3 separate regions of the Gossypium hirsutum genome follow, and all the other regions are linked to region 2. Evidence: chromatin contacts called from public Hi-C data. All regions are on one chromosome and are shown on one strand. The core of a region is the stretch at or near the end of the contact, and the rest is flanking DNA. Distances in the headings are between cores, read along the strand shown. Region 1 holds the start of LOC107901414 (small glutamine-rich tetratricopeptide repeat-containing protein beta). Region 2 has its middle 8.5 kb from the start of LOC121218255. Region 3 holds the start of LOC107901420.

Region 1 (2,700 bases), core at 166-2,665, 51 kb after region 2:
TATTCTTATCCTCACTTGCTTCCAATGAACTGAATATGTCAACTAAACTATCAGATTTCACATCATTTATAGAAGCTGAGTCAAGTTTAAACACCTCCGTCAAACATTCCCTGGCAACTTCAAGGCCTTCAAAATCAACCCCTGGGGCAGGTTCAACTATTTAACAGAAAACACACCTATTAGTAGAAATGTTTTAACAGGTTGAGTAAACACAGTAAATCAAGTAGAAAATAATCAAATACGATTAAACCACAACAAGGAGATATAATAGTGACACACAATCTAAACAAAATAAGATCCAGAAACAAATTCATCTTATGCTTGAGGCAAACCTCAAATCAACCCACTTCACAACCCCTAAGCCCTCCATCGCCCTAACCCCGCAAACAATAAATAAAGAGAGGTGGAAGAAAAGGAGAAACTTTATATAATCTCAGTGCCAGCAACCATCATTATCTGATGACATCTATGATCTCAAAAGTCTTGAAACTTAACAGACATGATACCAATCACGCATTCCAAAAGTACCCTTCCACAATTACTCTCAAAGAAGTTGCCCACGAATACCAATCCACTTGTTTCCTTCCAACCTATTGAGGTTGCATCCTAAGACAATTTAACTAGTTAACAAATAGCACCATCAGCTCATGGTTACAGAAACTCCAGTTGCTGCTCCAAGGAAAAAATTTCAAATGTTATAACTTTTTTTCCAGATAATTTAAAGATCAATGACCAACCAAATCCTATATCACCGATGCCACACCATTGACGCACTATCATTTTCACATTCATCGAATCGAAACAAGCACTTAATCCGATTATATATTTCTACCTAAACAGCACTCGTTATTCATACAAGTCTTCTTTTTTAATTTTCGACTAATCACATTTCATGAAACTAAGCAAGTTTTCACTTCAACTCGGACTTTAAATTTCATAGATTATACACAACCTACTTCCCAACAATAACTGCCTAATTTTGCTTTCTCAAAAGCCAAAATCAATCGAAGCATAGCAAAATAAAGAAACAAAAAAGGAATTAGTGAGAAACGCTAAGCTAAGCTAATTGAATGACAAAATATGAGAAAATTACAGGATAAAAAAATGAGAGATGAGAAAGAGAGTACCGGAGTTGAGGAAATCTAAGAAGGAACGAACGATGCGACGAGAGAGGGGAGAATGAGTCTTCAAATTACCCATCCAAAATTTGCAAACAGAATATTTGGGGACTTCAATTCACTTCAGTTCTAATTTAGCAACAAGAAGAAGAAGAAGAAGAAAAGGAAGCTAAACAATTCAATTATACTATGTTTGGATGCTGGGTTAACAGTATTCTGTTCTTTGCTTACAAGAACCAAATCGGGCACCCACGAATTTTCTTCTTGTTTGGAAGTGGAGTAAGCGTATCTATCTTTCTATTAGGAATTTGTTCTACTCGTCTATAAAGTAAGCCCTGTTTGATAAATTGATTTTTTTCACGATAAAATTTATTCTTTTTATAAAAAATAATAAATAGATAAGCACATACAATAAAATTAATTGTTTTTTATTTTATTTCATTTCATTTCATTTAAATTTAAATTATTATTTATTAAATAATTTAATTATAATCAATATTTAATTTTAAATAATACTCTAAATAGATTTATAACTTAAATTTAATATTTAATTTTTTATACACTTATTAAGTGAATTAACACATATCATCATGACCAAAGAGTTTACCAATGACCATACTTTAGATAGCTAAAACATTATTTATAAATCATATCATACAATAAATATAAAATATATTCATTAAATTGCTCTAAATTTTAGTTTCATATTTTAATAAAAAAAACTTAATTTAATAGATAATTTAACAACTATTATTAAATTAGTATTTAAATTTTAAAATTCAAAAATTATATAGATTAAAAATAATCAAATTAAAATATAAACAATAAGGATTAACATAGAATTTAAGCTTAAAAAATAAAAACTTGGAAAAGAAAATTTTGATGTGAGTTCCTACGACATGGAGATATTTATAGCTTAGGCCCAAGACCAAGCCCAAGCCCAGCCCCGTTTTTGTGAAACTTGTCCTTGCTTCTTTTTCATGGAAAATTTAAAATCTCTGGAAGTTGGAAAACCCCAAAACCCAAAAGGGAAATGGAGTTTGCTAACAAATTGGTGGGGCTAGCAAGCAGAGCAGCCGCCAACAACAACGTGGTGATCGATGTGTGCTTGGTCACATCATTTGCGGTATTAGGCATTCGATCTCTGAACCAGCAAAATGTTATTGAATCCTTGGAAGCCGAGAAAGATTCCTTGACCAAATCTAACAAAGCCCTCAAAAAGGTTATGTGGGATTGGAAGCAGCAGCTCTTCGCCGAAGCGTCCTCCCCGTCTCCTCTTGTCCCTCTCGATTCCCTCAAAGCTATCTACGGCGAATCCCCAACCCCTCCAACCGGTAACTTCCTTTCCTCTACGGTTTATTAGGGTTTATTTGGGTTTATGTTTCAATTGAAAAATATCTCATGGATCTGCACTAATCATTAATATGAAGCACTTTAAATGCATTTTGTTGACCTTTTTTGTGTTTTTTTTCTTTTTTTGCCAGGAGATGCTGCAAAAGGTGTAAAATCACCACCAGCAAAGTTCGTTGTTTGAACTCTGAATCGGATTTTAGTAATCTTTGCGAGGAAGCTAGAACTTTTG
Region 2 (2,700 bases), core at 71-2,570:
ATTCTAAGAAAAACCTTAGCTACTCTTTTCTTTTCATACTTAACTTTTTTAAATTAAATCTTTGCTTCATCGGCGACGGCGTTGGCCTTTGGGCTAGTAGCTGGTCGTGGTTTCTCAAACATTTTTTTTGCACTTTTAATTTTTTTTTAAAAATTTAAGTCCACATTATCGTGGTTTTGTCCATAATTTCATGGTTTTATTTTGTCTACGTTTTTCTAGGTTTTTTTTGTCCACTCCGTTTTTTTAAAAGCAATGGTGGTTTTATTTTTACTTTAAATTTTTAGTAAAAATTTGTTAATATAACGGTGCCACCAGGTCTATTAGTCGTTCTTGAAGGGTTTTATCATGATAGATCATAGACGATGAGAAGAAGAATAGGCCATCTGAGACTTGACTTTTTGTGCATCACTGATGTGGTGGGTCTCTTGGGGCTTTTGGCAGTTTTTTCTTGGTTGATCGGTGTTCATCATTAGGTTGATTTGATGATGGCGAGGCTAAGATACAAATTTCTACGATTTGATCAAGTTGATGTATCTCTAGTTTATTTTTGAATTATTCCAGTGTTGTAATTATTGCCAATTTGTTGTTTTTTTTTTAGATTACTTTGTAGACAAGACATTTGTACATTAGTTTGTAGTGCTTTATTTTATCATTTGTATTATTGTTGTTCATAGTTCCTATTAATAGTAGTGTTTTTTTTAAAAAATTATATATAAAATTTTAATAAATAAAAAATATATAAAATTATCAAATATTTAATTAAAATGACATATTTATTTTATTCTTTTAAAAAATAATATGGGCGAACCTAAAATAGACTTGAGTTAACTATTTTTAAATATTAATAGATTTAAGTAAAATTAAAAGCCGGAATAAGGCAAGCATAAAATAACATTATGTTTAGATCCAGTCCAGCCCATAAACACCTCTTCTGGGCTGGTGGATCACTGAAATGTTAGTTTCTTTAGCTTCTGTAATGGGATATATATACAGGAAGTGCAAACTGCAGCACTTAACAATGTAGCTTGAAGAGATGTTGTGCTTCCAGAACAGAATGCTCTCATGGCCAATGGTACATGGTCATCGGTAACTTTACCACCTGTAAGGAAGTACCACTACATGATTTTCTAGTTGACATACTGCTGTCCTTAGCACCCGCCAATCAATGATCACTCAAACAAGTTGATAATGGTGATCTATTTGAAGAATTGTACATGTTGAATAACAGTATTCTGATGGTAACCCCATAAAGCCTTATATGGTCTTAGGCAGGCCCAATTGGTTTACCCAACTAGAACAACTCCTTAGCAAGCTTCAATTTCAGTCCTAAAAGGCTGATCCTTCTTTGGTCACTCACAAAGCTGGTGACACTACTACGTACATACCATATTGTGTATATAGATGACATATTGGTGACTGGTAATTCAATTTGTGCGATAGAAACATTGGTGATGTGTTAGCCTAGCCATTGTCAGCAGCATCTTTCATTGCCTAAGCCAAACAATGTTCATGTTCCTACTTCATTTAAAGCATTTACCACTTTCACAGTCTTCAAAACAAAGACCAAAGCACCTCCTAACAAGGTATTCCTTTTTTAGCTGTCATTATATTCAAATGGGGTTAGTACGTAATAAAGAAACAGATTCCTTGTTTCTTGATAAAATCTTCTATAGAAAAGGGTAAGCACAGGATTCTCTCTTGAGGATCCTGAGCTTTGCAAAAGAAAAAAAATAAAAGGTAATGAAATTCCTGGAATTTGCCACTAACTAGATTCCCATTTCAAGGCCTCTTTATTGGCTTGAGGTGTTGGTCGGTTTTCAAAAAGACTTGTTTAATTCTAAAAGCCTTTATGACATGGCATTGGCACAGTGTTCTGTCGGCTGTTCGCATTTGCTGCTTTGAAAACGATGGTGTGACTGTAACCGTGTAAAAGGGTCAGCTTTGTTGGAACTTTCTTTAACAATAGTAAGAAAGAATCTTGGGGTCACTTGGTAAAATAATATCATCAATCTTGCTAACTAAGTATTAGATTCATTTCCCGAATAAATTTTTAGCTCGATTAGTATGTGTATGGTTGTCAATGCAGGAAGACATATGTTCGACTGCGCTGAAGTCTATTATCCTCCTATTTATAGATTTGGGGACTATGGATAATTTTAAACATTATGTCAAAAAAATATTAATTTAGAAACTACATGAATTAAAAATACCATTAATTTGAAAATATATGGTTTTAATTTTATTTTTAAATATTTTTTCCGATTAAATTAATGATGAGGTGATTCATTACATCTAATTCAATTAAAACTTTTATAGTAGTATAAATAATTATTTATAATTTTTAATATATATTTTGAATTTATAACTTTTAATGTATTTAATATTACATTAAATATTTATAATAAGGTGATATTAACGAATGTTAAACAACATACAAGAAAATATAAAGCGAAAAATGGATAAATCTCAAAACTATACATAAATTTTGGTTACTATGCAATTTTATACACAAATTTTTATTTGATCCAATCTTCACAAATTATTAACATAGTTATTGAAGTAACATCATTTTATGTTTATATGTTACATACAGAAATAATTATATTTATCTAATATAAAAATAATTTATATATTTATTTCTTTAAATTCTACAATTCAATTAAAATTAAAATTTTATATACATATTTAAACCACAATCAA
Region 3 (2,700 bases), core at 197-2,696, 48 kb before region 2:
TTAAAATTCAATTGTGCATATTATATTATATTGTCTTTAAAGATCCGGATTGTAGAAATACCACTAAGTTTTACTCAGCGTACAATTTTGTTTTCTGTACGCAGGTTAGGTACTTAACTTTTAAACGCCGATTCAGAATCCAACAACGATCCCGTACTCAAATGTGCTAATATTTATCTTTTGTGTCGGCATGTACCTAGGGTGTCTAAATAATGGTTATTTCATGGACTGATTGTAAATGAGGTTATAAGTTTAATATTGGTTTGGTATATATATAAACATGTGTTTGTTTTTGAAGCCATATTATGGCATGGTAAATTGAACCAAATCTAAATATGTACATGTGAATTTAAGTTGGTGTTTAAGTGCTTATGAACTAGGCAAAATGGATTGAATTTGGTTTGTTTATAATTTGGATTTGAATGATGCTTTGATGATATCAATTGATGATATAAATGTGGTACCAATGAGGGTGTATTAGTTAGGCACCTAGGATGATTGTTTTGACATGTTTTGAATGTGTTTGATCGTGTTTTGAAATGGTTAAATAAATGGTTTTTGAGTTTTTTAATGTCCAAGAATGTAGAAAATGGCAAAATTGTTGTTAAAGACACATTTTAGGTCCACACGACCAGACACACGGGTCTGTGACTCGGGCGTGTGAGGCCATTTCGAAAGGGTACACGGCCTGGCACACAGGCGTGTGGTTTGGCCGTATAACCCAAGTCAGAAAGTTATACGGGTACAGACACGGGCTAGGACATGGTCGTGTATCCCTTTTTTGAATGCTTATACGACTTGAGACACGGGCGTATCTTCCAGCCGTGTGAGTCACACGGCTTGACCACAAGGCTATGTGACCCCTACAGTGTTGAAAATTTTTAATGTATTTCAAAAAAGTTTCTGAATTAGTCCTGAATTATTTCTAACACGTATTCTGGGCCTTGAGGGCTCGAATAAGGGACAATATATGTGAGTTTGATTGGTTTATGACTTGAATATTATATGACATGAAATGTTTGAAATTTTTGTTTGTTTGATCTGTAAACTCCGGTATGCTTCGTAACCCGGTTCCGACGATGGATACGGATTAGGGGTGGCACATTTGGTCTATTGAGCTTCCACAAAAACTTAATATTGTCTAAGATTCTATTGCATTTATTGATTCAAGTTAGGGATATTTCTACTATCACGAGAATCTCTTTGTTCCCCATTTTGATAGGGAGGTTTGATTCAAGCAATGAGAGTGCTTTTCTTTGTCATAAAAATTAGGTTGACTAGTATTTTGGGGCTTTAATGGGTATGAGATCAAATTTTCTCTATTCAATGTAGGTGAGTCTATAACTTAATGGGCTTTTGTCTGGATAGGACTTGTGTTCCCGTTTTGCTTATACCTTTTCTTTGCTAAATGAAATTTCCATAAAAATAAAAAAAAATAAATGGCCCACTCATGTCTAGAACCTTACACTGCCTAATACCTTGATACCGAAGAAAAATCCAGAACTCTCCACTTTGCTCTTTTTTTAGCTTAAACTTTATATTCCTACGCTTCCGTTTTCATCGATAAAAGGCGAGAGCTTCAATCCAACCCCAGAAGAACACAGGCAAACAATCCTAGCTTTCAAAAACTAAAAAGAAGAGAAGATGTTCTTTTTCTTTGTGGGTGGATTAGAGCAACAAGCAAGACAAGTGCTGAAATCTGGTGTGGGAAGGTGCATAAACTGTGGTTCCAGAGCTGATCTTGTGGAGTACGAGAAAGTATTGAAGCTTTTCTTTGTGCCTGTTTGGAGATGGCCTGGGAAAGATCCACTCTTGCATTGTAACAATTGCAAACTTTTCTTCCCTGAGGATTTGTCTTTTCCACCTCCCAAGATCGATTCTTCATCTGCTGCCGTTTCAGATTCTCTGCGTTGCCGTTTTTGTGACAGGCTTGTTGAGCCCGAGTTCAGGTTCTGCCCCTTTTGTGGCTCTGCTATCTAAAATTTTCCCTTTTGGTGAAGAATCTTGATGGGGTAATAAGGGGTTTAGATTGCTTCTGTATATTCTGGATTTTTTGTTTCTTTGTTGTGTGATAAGGTGTTGATTAGTATATCAATAAATCAGCCTTCTTTTCAATGTCAAATTTGTGTGATAAAGTATCATACATGTCTGCCCATTCAAACACCAATGATAGGAAAGACACAGGCTCATATAAATGCTTAATGCCACTGACATGGTCTCTTTTCTCAAGTCTTGAAAGACAATACAAAAGCAAAAAGGTGACCATAGTCTCGAAAAAATCTGGTAACGATTACATGTTGTAGATGGGAATTTCCAAGTTTAGCTGCTTTCAAAAGGTTAGTCATAAGCACTATCACGTGAATGGTAGATCATAGCTACCAAATGTTGTCAGAAAGTCATTTGGTTATGCAGCCAAGGGGGATTTCTATTTTCAACTAGGTTTTTAACTACTTAAACCCGCCAATCCACTACCCAAATACTGGAAAAATGAGACATGCCTCCATGACAACATTCTATATAATAGTCTTGTTTTCTTTGTTTATGAAGGTAATAGCATACACGAACCTGGTGAAGATGTGTTGTGGTCGAAATTCCATATCAATAGGATAATGGTGCCAGTATCCTTGGAGCCCTGATGACGGTGTCAAGAACTTCACCAAACTGAGATGTTCGAATGCCACAGTAAGTATGCAACACAAA

What was found. Hi-C and Micro-C count contacts between places; a contact is called where the count stands out from the background.
Region 1: a Hi-C map of leaf shows a contact between it and region 2, with 1.8 times the contacts expected there. The contact joins the promoter of LOC107901414 here to the enhancer-like site in region 2. A contact is called at or near these places in 3 of 34 Hi-C or Micro-C datasets (all in leaf).
Region 3: a Hi-C map of leaf shows a contact between it and region 2, with 2.1 times the contacts expected there. The contact joins the promoter of LOC107901420 here to the enhancer-like site in region 2. A contact is called at or near these places in 8 of 34 Hi-C or Micro-C datasets (callus, fibers and leaf).

The regions. Positions count from the first base shown.
Region 1 is chrD06:6,506,770-6,509,469 of Gossypium_hirsutum_v2.1, reverse strand. LOC107901414 (small glutamine-rich tetratricopeptide repeat-containing protein beta) reads right to left here and starts at 1,415. Exons shown (of 11, transcript XM_016827410.2): 1 at 1,128-1,415; 2 at 95-156. LOC107901413 reads left to right here and starts at 2,104. Exons shown (of 3, transcript XR_001685243.2): 1 at 2,104-2,452; 2 at 2,603-2,700.
Region 2 is chrD06:6,557,456-6,560,155 of Gossypium_hirsutum_v2.1, reverse strand. No RefSeq gene overlaps it. Among protein-coding and RNA genes, the nearest start is that of LOC121218255, 8.5 kb to the left of the region's middle. Within about 2 kb of position 1,320, at least 7 of the 9 cell types and tissues checked have an H3K27ac peak or open chromatin away from gene starts, as enhancers often do. A contact at or near this core is called in fibers and leaf, where this site is marked.
Region 3 is chrD06:6,605,117-6,607,816 of Gossypium_hirsutum_v2.1, reverse strand. It overlaps LOC107901420, which reads left to right and starts at 1,446. Exons shown (of 2, transcript XM_016827424.2): 1 at 1,446-1,949; 2 at 2,555-2,682. The coding sequence starts at 1,645. The coding sequence ends at 2,636.